2 separate regions of the Mus musculus genome follow, and region 1 is linked to region 2. A link is a contact called in public HiChIP or PLAC-seq data. All regions are on one chromosome and are shown on one strand. The core of a region is the stretch at or near the end of the contact, and the rest is flanking DNA. Distances in the headings are between cores, read along the strand shown. Region 1 overlaps Ablim2 (actin-binding LIM protein 2). Region 2 overlaps Sh3tc1 (SH3 domain and tetratricopeptide repeats 1).

Evidence for each region. HiChIP or PLAC-seq counts read pairs in DNA pulled down with a chosen protein or histone mark.
Region 1: an H3K27ac HiChIP or PLAC-seq map of embryonic stem cells shows a contact between it and region 2, with 14 read pairs. The contact joins two enhancer-like sites. A contact is called at or near these places in 2 of 15 datasets of contacts at CTCF or cohesin (embryonic stem cells and pro-B cells), 4 of 484 Hi-C or Micro-C datasets (the HL-1 cell line and embryonic stem cells), 4 of 115 datasets of contacts at active chromatin or transcription factors (embryonic stem cells and pancreatic cancer cells) and 1 of 9 other capture datasets (embryonic stem cells).

What each region holds. Positions count from the first base shown.
Region 1 is chr5:35,789,361-35,793,466 of GRCm38.p6, forward strand. The region is part of intron 1 of Ablim2 (actin-binding LIM protein 2); the gene reads left to right. Among named protein-coding and RNA genes, the nearest start is that of Ablim2, 34 kb to the left of the region's middle. Within about 2 kb of position 1,526, at least 33 of the 459 cell types and tissues checked have an H3K27ac peak or open chromatin away from gene starts, as enhancers often do. A contact at or near this core is called in embryonic stem cells, where this site is marked.
Region 2 is chr5:35,708,449-35,712,937 of GRCm38.p6, forward strand. It overlaps Sh3tc1 (SH3 domain and tetratricopeptide repeats 1), which reads right to left. Exons shown (of 18, transcript NM_194344.2): 10 at 2,413-2,546; 11 at 1,197-1,238. Among named protein-coding and RNA genes, the nearest start is that of Gm31888, 9.5 kb to the right of the region's middle. Within about 2 kb of position 2,238, at least 33 of the 459 cell types and tissues checked have an H3K27ac peak or open chromatin away from gene starts, as enhancers often do. A contact at or near this core is called in embryonic stem cells, where this site is marked.

The DNA.
Region 1 (4,106 bases), core at 276-2,775, 80 kb after region 2:
TGCCATCCGATGACCCGAAGCAGCCTGCATTGGTGATGGGCCGTTTGCTCAAATCCAGTGTATTTCTTTGTTTATGCATTAGCTCTCATGGAGCTGAGGCTGGCCTTGAACTTGCCAGGTCTTGGGAAATGACCTAGAGCTCCTGATCCATTTCCAATTTATGCAGTGCTGGGGGTCAAACCCAGGGCTTCATGCATACTAGGTAAGCATTCAACCAACTGAGCTTCTTTTCCAGCCCACAGCTGATTATTCTAGTGCTACCGATTTGGGTGTATCTGAGTTGGGCCTCTTGTGACCCTATTGCTTTGTGTTGGCCTCAAAGCCAAGGCTTCCAGGGTTATTTGGACTACATGAAGGCTCACATCCGGTCTAGTGCTCTCTCCAGGCTGGGTGTGTCTCCTAGTCACCCATCTACAGAGGCCCATCTGAGGAGACTGAGAACTGGTTTAATCAGATGTCTGACTGTACCCTCTGCAGCTCGGGGCTAGTTTGTGGTGGAATGAGCCAGTATTGGTCCTGGCTGGCAGGATACGGTTGATTGCCCCACATGGACTTCCTGTTTCCTATTAGATTTGAGGAGCATCTGTGGGCATCTGCTGCTGCTGCTGAAGCACAAGGTGGTGTGACATGGGGACACACACCAGGAAGAAGCCACCATAGGCCTGCATGGCTTGGATATGGATGATCTGGGGGGCTGGGGGGTGTGTGTGTGTGGCAGATGCCCACATAGCCCTGACCTTCTGGATGCTACTGTAAGAGCAGGTGCCCTGGGCCTTAAAAAGCTGAGTCTTCTGGCAATGAAATGCCAGCCTATAGAGATAGGGGTGGCTAACAGTGCTGATCAGCTGCTCGAGGGTTCAGGAGTCATGGGCTTTCAGGCAGCCCCAGCCGGTGTTCACTGGAAGCCACGACCAGAGGAAGCATCTGGGGCTACTTCTCAGCGGTTTTCTTCCCAGATCTTGCCGCTGGAAGAGACCGTCCCCATTGTTTCCTCCTCATCAGCCCCCACTATGGGCCAGCCCCGTGTAGCCACCACTCTCACATGGATATTCCACAATGCGTGACAGTGAGTGGGTCATAAGGGTGCTTTTGGCTCTGCTGCTCCAGGGCTGGGCATCCCACAGGTGGTGTGCGAGATTCCCGTGGCTCTGCCGCAGGTGCTACAGACAGGGTGACTTAGGAAACATTGCTGTGCTGTCCCATAGTCCTGGAGGTTAGAGTCTAAAATCTGGGTGTGCAGGTGGGACATACTGCTGGGGCTGCTGGGTAAGAATGACTGAGTGGGTGGAGTTAGTGAGTAGGGGCTGCCGGGTAAGAATGAGTGGGTGGAGTCAGTGGGTAGGGGCTGCCGGGTAAGAATGAGTGGGTGGAGTCAGTGGGTAGGGGCTGCCGGGTAAGAATGAGTGGGTGGAGTCAGTGGGTAGGGGCTGCCGGGTAAGAATGAGTGGGTGGAGTCAGTGGGTAGCTGGAGTCAGCTTGTGAGTGACCCCATGGTACTCAAAGGTTCTGTGGGAGGACCTGCTGCAGGGGCTGGCCTGGGTGTGGCTGCTGTAGATAGTGGATGCTGCTGCCGTGAATGGGGGACTGTAGGGGTGCCGTGTGGGCTCTGGGCATTGTCATGGAGCTTAGCTCTGCTTGGCTGGCAGACAGTTATTGGAACTCTCCTGATTGCTCTGAATTGGATTTTCTTTGGGGGGGGGGGGGTGGCAAGGAAGCCACAGGGTATAAATTCCAGCAACCCAAACCTTTTTGGGAGTGAAAAGCCCTTTGCAATGAAGCAGCACCTAGGTCTTGTTATGCTCATCCATGTCTTAGGGACACATTCGGCCACAGATGTCCCTGGTGCGGAATCCTTGCACAGTTCCCAGTGACTCGACTCGACTTGACTGGGGACAGCGAAGGAATGAAGAGAAGACACATATATATAATGACAGAAATACTGGGCTTGGGCGGGCTGGGGTTCCTCGTAGAGAACCCTCAGCATCTTAAGAGCTCCTAGTGTTTACTATTTAGAGTTGAAGAGAGAGGTGGAGCTATTCCATACAGATGAACAAGGAGGTAGGGTTATTACATACAGATAAATAAGGAGGCAGGGTTATTATATACAGATAAATGAGCAGGCAGGGTTATTACACAGATGAACAAGGAGGCAGGGTTATTATATGCAGATAAATAAGGAGTCAGGGTTATTATATACAGATAAATAGGGAGGCAGGGTTATTACACAGATGAACAAGGAGACAGGGTTATTACATACAGATAAATAAGGAGGCAGGGTTATTATATATAGATAAATAGGGAGGCAGGGTTACTATACACAGATAAATAGGGAAGCAGGGTTATCACACAGATGAACAAGGAGGCAGGTGTATGGTATACAGCTGAATTAAGGAGATGGGGTTTAGCGAATGTTGATAAGGGCAGTCTCTGTAGGGCAGCAGTCTTCAGGCTGTAAGCACCCAAGGGAGAGACAGCTATGGCGGACATTTTCTGCCTGTCCTATCAATGCTCTCACTTGGAGGAAAGGCTTTTGCCACTTTCCCCTGGGGCTGGGGTTTTGGTACCTGACATGACTATGCCTGTGTTAACAGCAAACACCCATTCATGATTCCACACGCTCAGGGCTTCCTCCACTGCCCACACCCTGGACGATCTGCTCCATCACTGGAGACGCTGCACTCTTCCAACCCTGTGCCCGAGCACCCATACAATGGCAACCTGCTGTCCATGTCCGGCAGCACCAAGTAGGCTGCCTTCTGCCAGGCATCATGGGTTTGGCCATGTCCAGGGCTCTTTCAGAGTCACTAAGACCCTGGGATACTCCCTGGTTGACATCATATGCTCCTGGAAGGGCATGGGTATAATGGCAGGATTGGGACACAGACAGGCCAATGGAGGACAGCTATTCACAGGGCCATGCAGTGACCCAGACCAGCATGGAAAATATGCTCGCTTCTGTCCCAGAAGGAACCACCCAAGTCCCCAGAGTCTCTGTCTCATGTCACTTTCAGTGGCCCTCCTGCCTGCTGCAGGTTCACCATGCTGCTGTGTCTGCCTTCAGCCCAGTGCCTCCCCCAAGCTCATTGTCACTCCAAGGACCAACTGAAAGGGAGAGGCAGACTTAGACATCACCATACTCTCTGTGGGTGAACCAGAGCCACAGGATGCTCACGGAAACTTATGTCATATCTTTAGCACATAGAAGATTCAGGAATCCCAAGCCAGCTGTTCGTGCAACATATGAGCTGGAAGGGTTTTCAACGCTGCCTTGGCTGGTAGACTGTGATGGCCAGTAAGAACACTAGCCTGGGCTAACTCCACCCTAGCCTGGGCTAGCCCCACCTCCCCTTCCCGCTCCCCTTTTTTTTTTACTCTGGAAAATAGTAAATGTAACCAACATGGGCTTCTAGCCACTTGCTGAGCCACAGTCCCCATTCAAGAGTCCAGGGACTACTGGTGCTTAGACAAAGATGGAACTGGCCCTTTCTCTACCTCAATGGGCCCCTTCAGAACTCACCAGACTAGCCCCAGCTTGCAGGTGTACAAACAGTATCATGCCACACCAGCAGGAGGCCAGTCGAAGGGACAAGAGGTGTGGATTGCAGTGGGTTCCTGTGGGTGTTGTCCCCACAGAGGGAGTTAAAGGCCCCACAGCCTGTTTTCTTTACTCTGCCAATGCTCCCTGGTGCTGGGATTTTATTGTCCCAGGGCTTAAGTGTAAGTAGTCACAGCCCGGTGTGACTGATCCCTACCACTTGAGTTGGCGCTTTCTGTTATTATCTCAGTGAGAGGTTGATAACCACCCATTAGAGCCCATCTAGAAATTATAGAGCAACAATCCTGCACACTTGTGTTTAGGTCTTGGGTGGAGCAATGCCTTTTGATTGACAGAAAGGGCAGAGTTCCCAGCATGGCTTTCCACTCTTGTCACACTCTGCAATGCTGTAATAAGTGCACTAGGACTGCTGGGACAGCATTGATATCTGTCATTAACAAGTCTCTACCCTGACCATAGCTCTATTGGGGTCCGCACTAGTGTCATGGGCTCTGTGGGTTTGGACAGATAGGATGACATGCCTTCATCATCCGGGTGCCATCAGAGTGCT
Region 2 (4,489 bases), core at 988-3,487:
GCTTTGCTCTCAAGTATGAACGTTAAAATAAGCTCTTCCAGAGGACACAGGCCTGGTTCCCTGGGATAGTTTGAGCTTTCAGCATGTGGCAGCCCACAACCAGTTCCACTGCGGATCCAATGCCCTTTTCAGGCCTCCATAGACAGCAGGCACACAGGTCATGTAGATACACACAGGCAGACAAACACACACCTAAAATAAAAATAAATCTTTAAAAAATATATGCTCCAGACAACCTGGAGCCAGATGTGGGAGCACACACTTTTGGTCTCAGCACTTCGGAAGCAGAAGGAAAATCAAGTGTCTGAGATTCTCCTGCTACATAGCATGGCTGAGGCCAGCCAGACTTTCCTAGTCTGTAAAGCCTATTGGATTGGTCTAGAAATCCCCAGCCACAGGGGCCTTCCTGACTGGACAGATGGAGGAGCCCTAGGGCCTCTGTCAGGACCTGGGCAGAGGATGGGCCACCCAAGCTACGCCATCCTCATCTGCCTCTGCTCGCTGTACCCAGAGAAGGAGGCTGGGACCCATCCCAGCAGTGCCAGCCTCCTCCTGGTCCTCTTCCTTGAATCCCAGTTAAGCGTACATAGGTACATTCCTGGGGTTATCCCAGGCCCCTCAGGGGTTCACATTTCTAGATCCCCTGTTTAGACCCTCTGGTGAAGGAGATAGCTGCAGAGGACAATTGCACGGGTATTCTGGAATGGACCCCAAGAGGGAGGGACCCCTTAGACTAAGTTAGGGAAAAGGGCTCTCCAATCCCTAAATCCAACTGCTACACTCCTGTAGTAATGTACTACACTCCTGTAGTAGTGTACTATACTCCTGTAGTAGTGTACTATACTCCTATAGTAGTATAGTCAGGTCCACTGTGGGAAATCTGGGTAGTTACATCTATCTTGAAAAGGAGCCCACAGCAGTGTGGGCTGGAGCAGGGGAGGGGACTCTGCCTTCTTGGGAGGTCCACTGAAGAAGAAGTCTGGGTTCCCAAAGCTTCCAGCAGTTATAATAGGAGAGCTCCCGGCCACCCATCCCGCATCCGCCAGCATCCTGCAGAGGTGTGGCGTTTGATGGCCAGCGACCTGCTCTCCAGTGCTGCTACCTCTGTCTGGTGTTCACACCCAGTGAACCTGAGCTCACCCTCGAGACTCAGCCATAAGAAGAGGACCTGAGCCCGCAGGCAGGGGAGCACCTACCTCGTTGCTCCAGCTGTTCGCCCTCAGCTTCTTCTAACCAGTCTAGAAGGAAAGGGAAAAGGGCAACAGTCACTTCCTCTACCTGTGCCCCGTGTTCTGCCTCGTGTGGCCAGGTGAATGCAAGCTGTGTAGTCACTAGCACCTATGGTGATCAGGGCCAGAGAACCCATGTTCTCAGATGTCTCCAGGCAAGGGAGCACATGTCTACCTCGGGTGCCCCTTCCCCCGCCCCCACGCCTACTGGGGGTGCCTGTGATCATTGTCAGCTTCACAGCGAGCACAGGCACAGACGCCAAGCAGCAGAACAAACCGGCTTGAGCTCCTTTTGTAGGTTGCTTGTCACCCAGGGTGGCACTTGAACCCTCATTCCCACTTACTTGGGTGAGCACTAACTGCCTGCTGGGTTGCCATAGCTACCAAATGAGGAAAAGCACTGAAGAAGACATGCATGACAACAACGTGCAGAAGAGGAAGGGCACCACCTTTGGAAGTTCTAGGTCCTGGAATTCTAGAGGTCAAGTGCCCAGGCCAACCAACAGTCATGAAGCCAGTTCTGCCTGAGCTGGAGAAGTGAGTCTGACCAGCACAGGCAGAGGACCAGCCTCAGTGCTGGTAAAGGTGCTGTCAGATCATAATGGGGCCCCACATTTTCCTGTCCACAGAAGCTAAGGGCCCAGTGTGTCTGCATCTGGTGCTTGATGACAGGACATAGGCTCCTTCAACACCCAGAGCCTCAGGACTACTTCCTTGTGTCACCAGTCCCTGCCGTCTTTGGATTCTAAGCCAGGTTGTTGTCTGTACCCAACCCTGAGGACACAGGGTTGCCTTGCCCTGATCCCTAGTGTGGCTTTCACTGCTTCTTTGGAGGATGGCCTGAGGGAGGCTGCATAGTTGGAAAGGGAGGGGAAGAGAGGGTCCCTAGGGAGTTCAGAAAGAGCCAGAAGTATCCAGCCCACGTCCAGCTCTCTTGGGACTAAGGCAATAGTACATCAACCCAGCTCGGGCAGGGAGGGCAGAGTCTGACAGTCATGTGTGGCCTTGACCAGACTATTGGGCTCCACCCATTTGCAAAACATTTGGCCCACACCCTTTATGCCAGTTTCTGCTCTTCCAGGAATCTGCCCGGGGGAAGACTCTAGGTTAAAATGACTTAGCAGCACAATCTTGTCTCCACAGCTTACAGAGAGACCAGAGGTGCCACACTCCCTGTACCTACCCAGGCTGCATGTGGTGCACACATCTGTGCCAGATGTCCTGCTCAGGAGCCGCCGGGCATCTTCGTCTGAGAAGTGGCCCTCACTTCTGAAGAATGACCTTTCTTCCTCACTGAGGAAAATGGCACTTTCCAGGCTAGGAAGATAAAAAGCAAACCACCTTATTTAGAAGAACAAATTTTCTCAAAGCCCAGGAGGCCCAGTGTGAGTGGGCAGATGGAGTTGGGCCAAGAAAGTCATCTTTAGGTTAACCAAGTTTAGTGTCCTTCCAGGACTTTGGAACAGAGCCACAGGCCAGCTGAGTCTCCCTCCTGTGTGAGCCAGGTGGCTCGTTCCATTGCATTTCCTTGCTATCTCACGGAGGCCACGGCCCCCTGGGAGCTGTATTCTCTATCATAGGATGGAGAGACTTCTGATTCAGGGATCTTAATCAGCAGCCAATTATCTCCACAGCTCAACTTGTGGTTTTGTCTTTTTTGACAAAATTTCACAGTCAGATCTGGATCTTCTCCCCCATCAGACTGCTGGCCCCACTCAACCTCAATGAAGACACTAAACAGAAACAAAACCTGCCCTTGAGGGGACCTTTGCTGAGCCCAGAATAAGAAAGCCTGTAAACGGGCCTGAGGGAGAGCTCAGAAGTTAAGAGTACTTGTTACTGTCATAGAGGACTGAGTCTGTTTTCCAAACACAACCATCTACAACTTGAGTCCAGGGGATTCCATACCCTCTTCTGTCCTCCGCAGGCATGAAGCATCCATGTGTGTACAGAAAGACACATAGGCAGGCAAAACACTCGTACACATGAAAAAAATGACCTTTCTCTATATATATGGATGTAGAGAGATAGAGATAGAAATATTTAGATTATAAAGATCCTGGGAAGGTTGAGTGCCAGGCAGATTCTCAAAGCCCACTTGAACTCTCCCCTGTGAAACCACCATCCTTCTCACAGTACCCAACACAAGGACAGGGCTCATGTGGCCATGAAGTCAGGCAAAGGAAACAGGGAAAGGTCAGAGGCACAAAAGGAAGAAGACAGAGGAAGGAGGCGATTTTGCCTGTATGAGTAAGTCAGCAGGACACTGTGAAACTAATAAGCTTCAAAGAAAACACAGCGCAGTTTCCGGTCTCTACCCAGCGAGCCTCTGCTTCAGAAACAGAAGAGAGGAAAAGGTGACTGAAGGCTGCTAGGGTGGAACGGGTGACACAGTGAGTGTGACATGCGTGCTGGAATCATCTTTGCTTGTGAACATCGTGGTGGCAAGGTGTCTTGGTTTTTGATACCTGTCCTGTGGTTATACTTGAGATCCTGGCTTCAAGAGGCAGTTCTTCAATGGGGCAAAGGGCCTTAACTTGTATAACTTATCCTCAAAGGCTCGGAGGACAAGCACAAGGAAGAGAGAAAAAGAAGAGAAAGCAACCAAGGTGAGAAACCGTTCTCAGCCACCAGCAGGTAAGGGACAGGTTGTGGCTGTGTTCTTCTTGTTCTGTAAATCCGAGATCGCATCAAGACAGGAGAGGAACCTCTGGGCTGTTACCAAGCTGGAAGCTTCCAGGTTCAGGGCAGGAGAGACACCAGAAATACTGGAATGACAGAGAAGTAGGTACAGTCCCTTGCTGTGAAAGATGATGTCAACACCTCTAACACTCTAGGGAGACAGGGAAGAACGGACCAGATCCGTGCTCTTCCAACCCTGACTTCTGTTAAGTTTGGAACTGTTGAAGCCACAAGGACCCCCACATCTGTCAAAAGGCCCAGCAACAGAGTAAACATTCTCCTTAGAGCTGTGCTATCTCTGTAATGAGAGACCTTGAGACATAAGTCACGAGCCACTCAGCTGTTCTCAAGAAACAGCTGAGTTAATGAGGTCACCATGACGTGACACTGTGCAATACAGGAGAGCCCAGAATTCTGTCACTGGAGCTGAGTGGAGAGTCTGTGGAGGTGTCCCAAAAGGCGTGTAGACAGACTGTGCCCCCATCCTGTGTGCACACTGACATTTTGATAGAGTACCAGGAAATGCTGCTCTAAGTTTGATCAGCACACAGGTCCTGCCAGTGTCCTCCTGGTCTAAG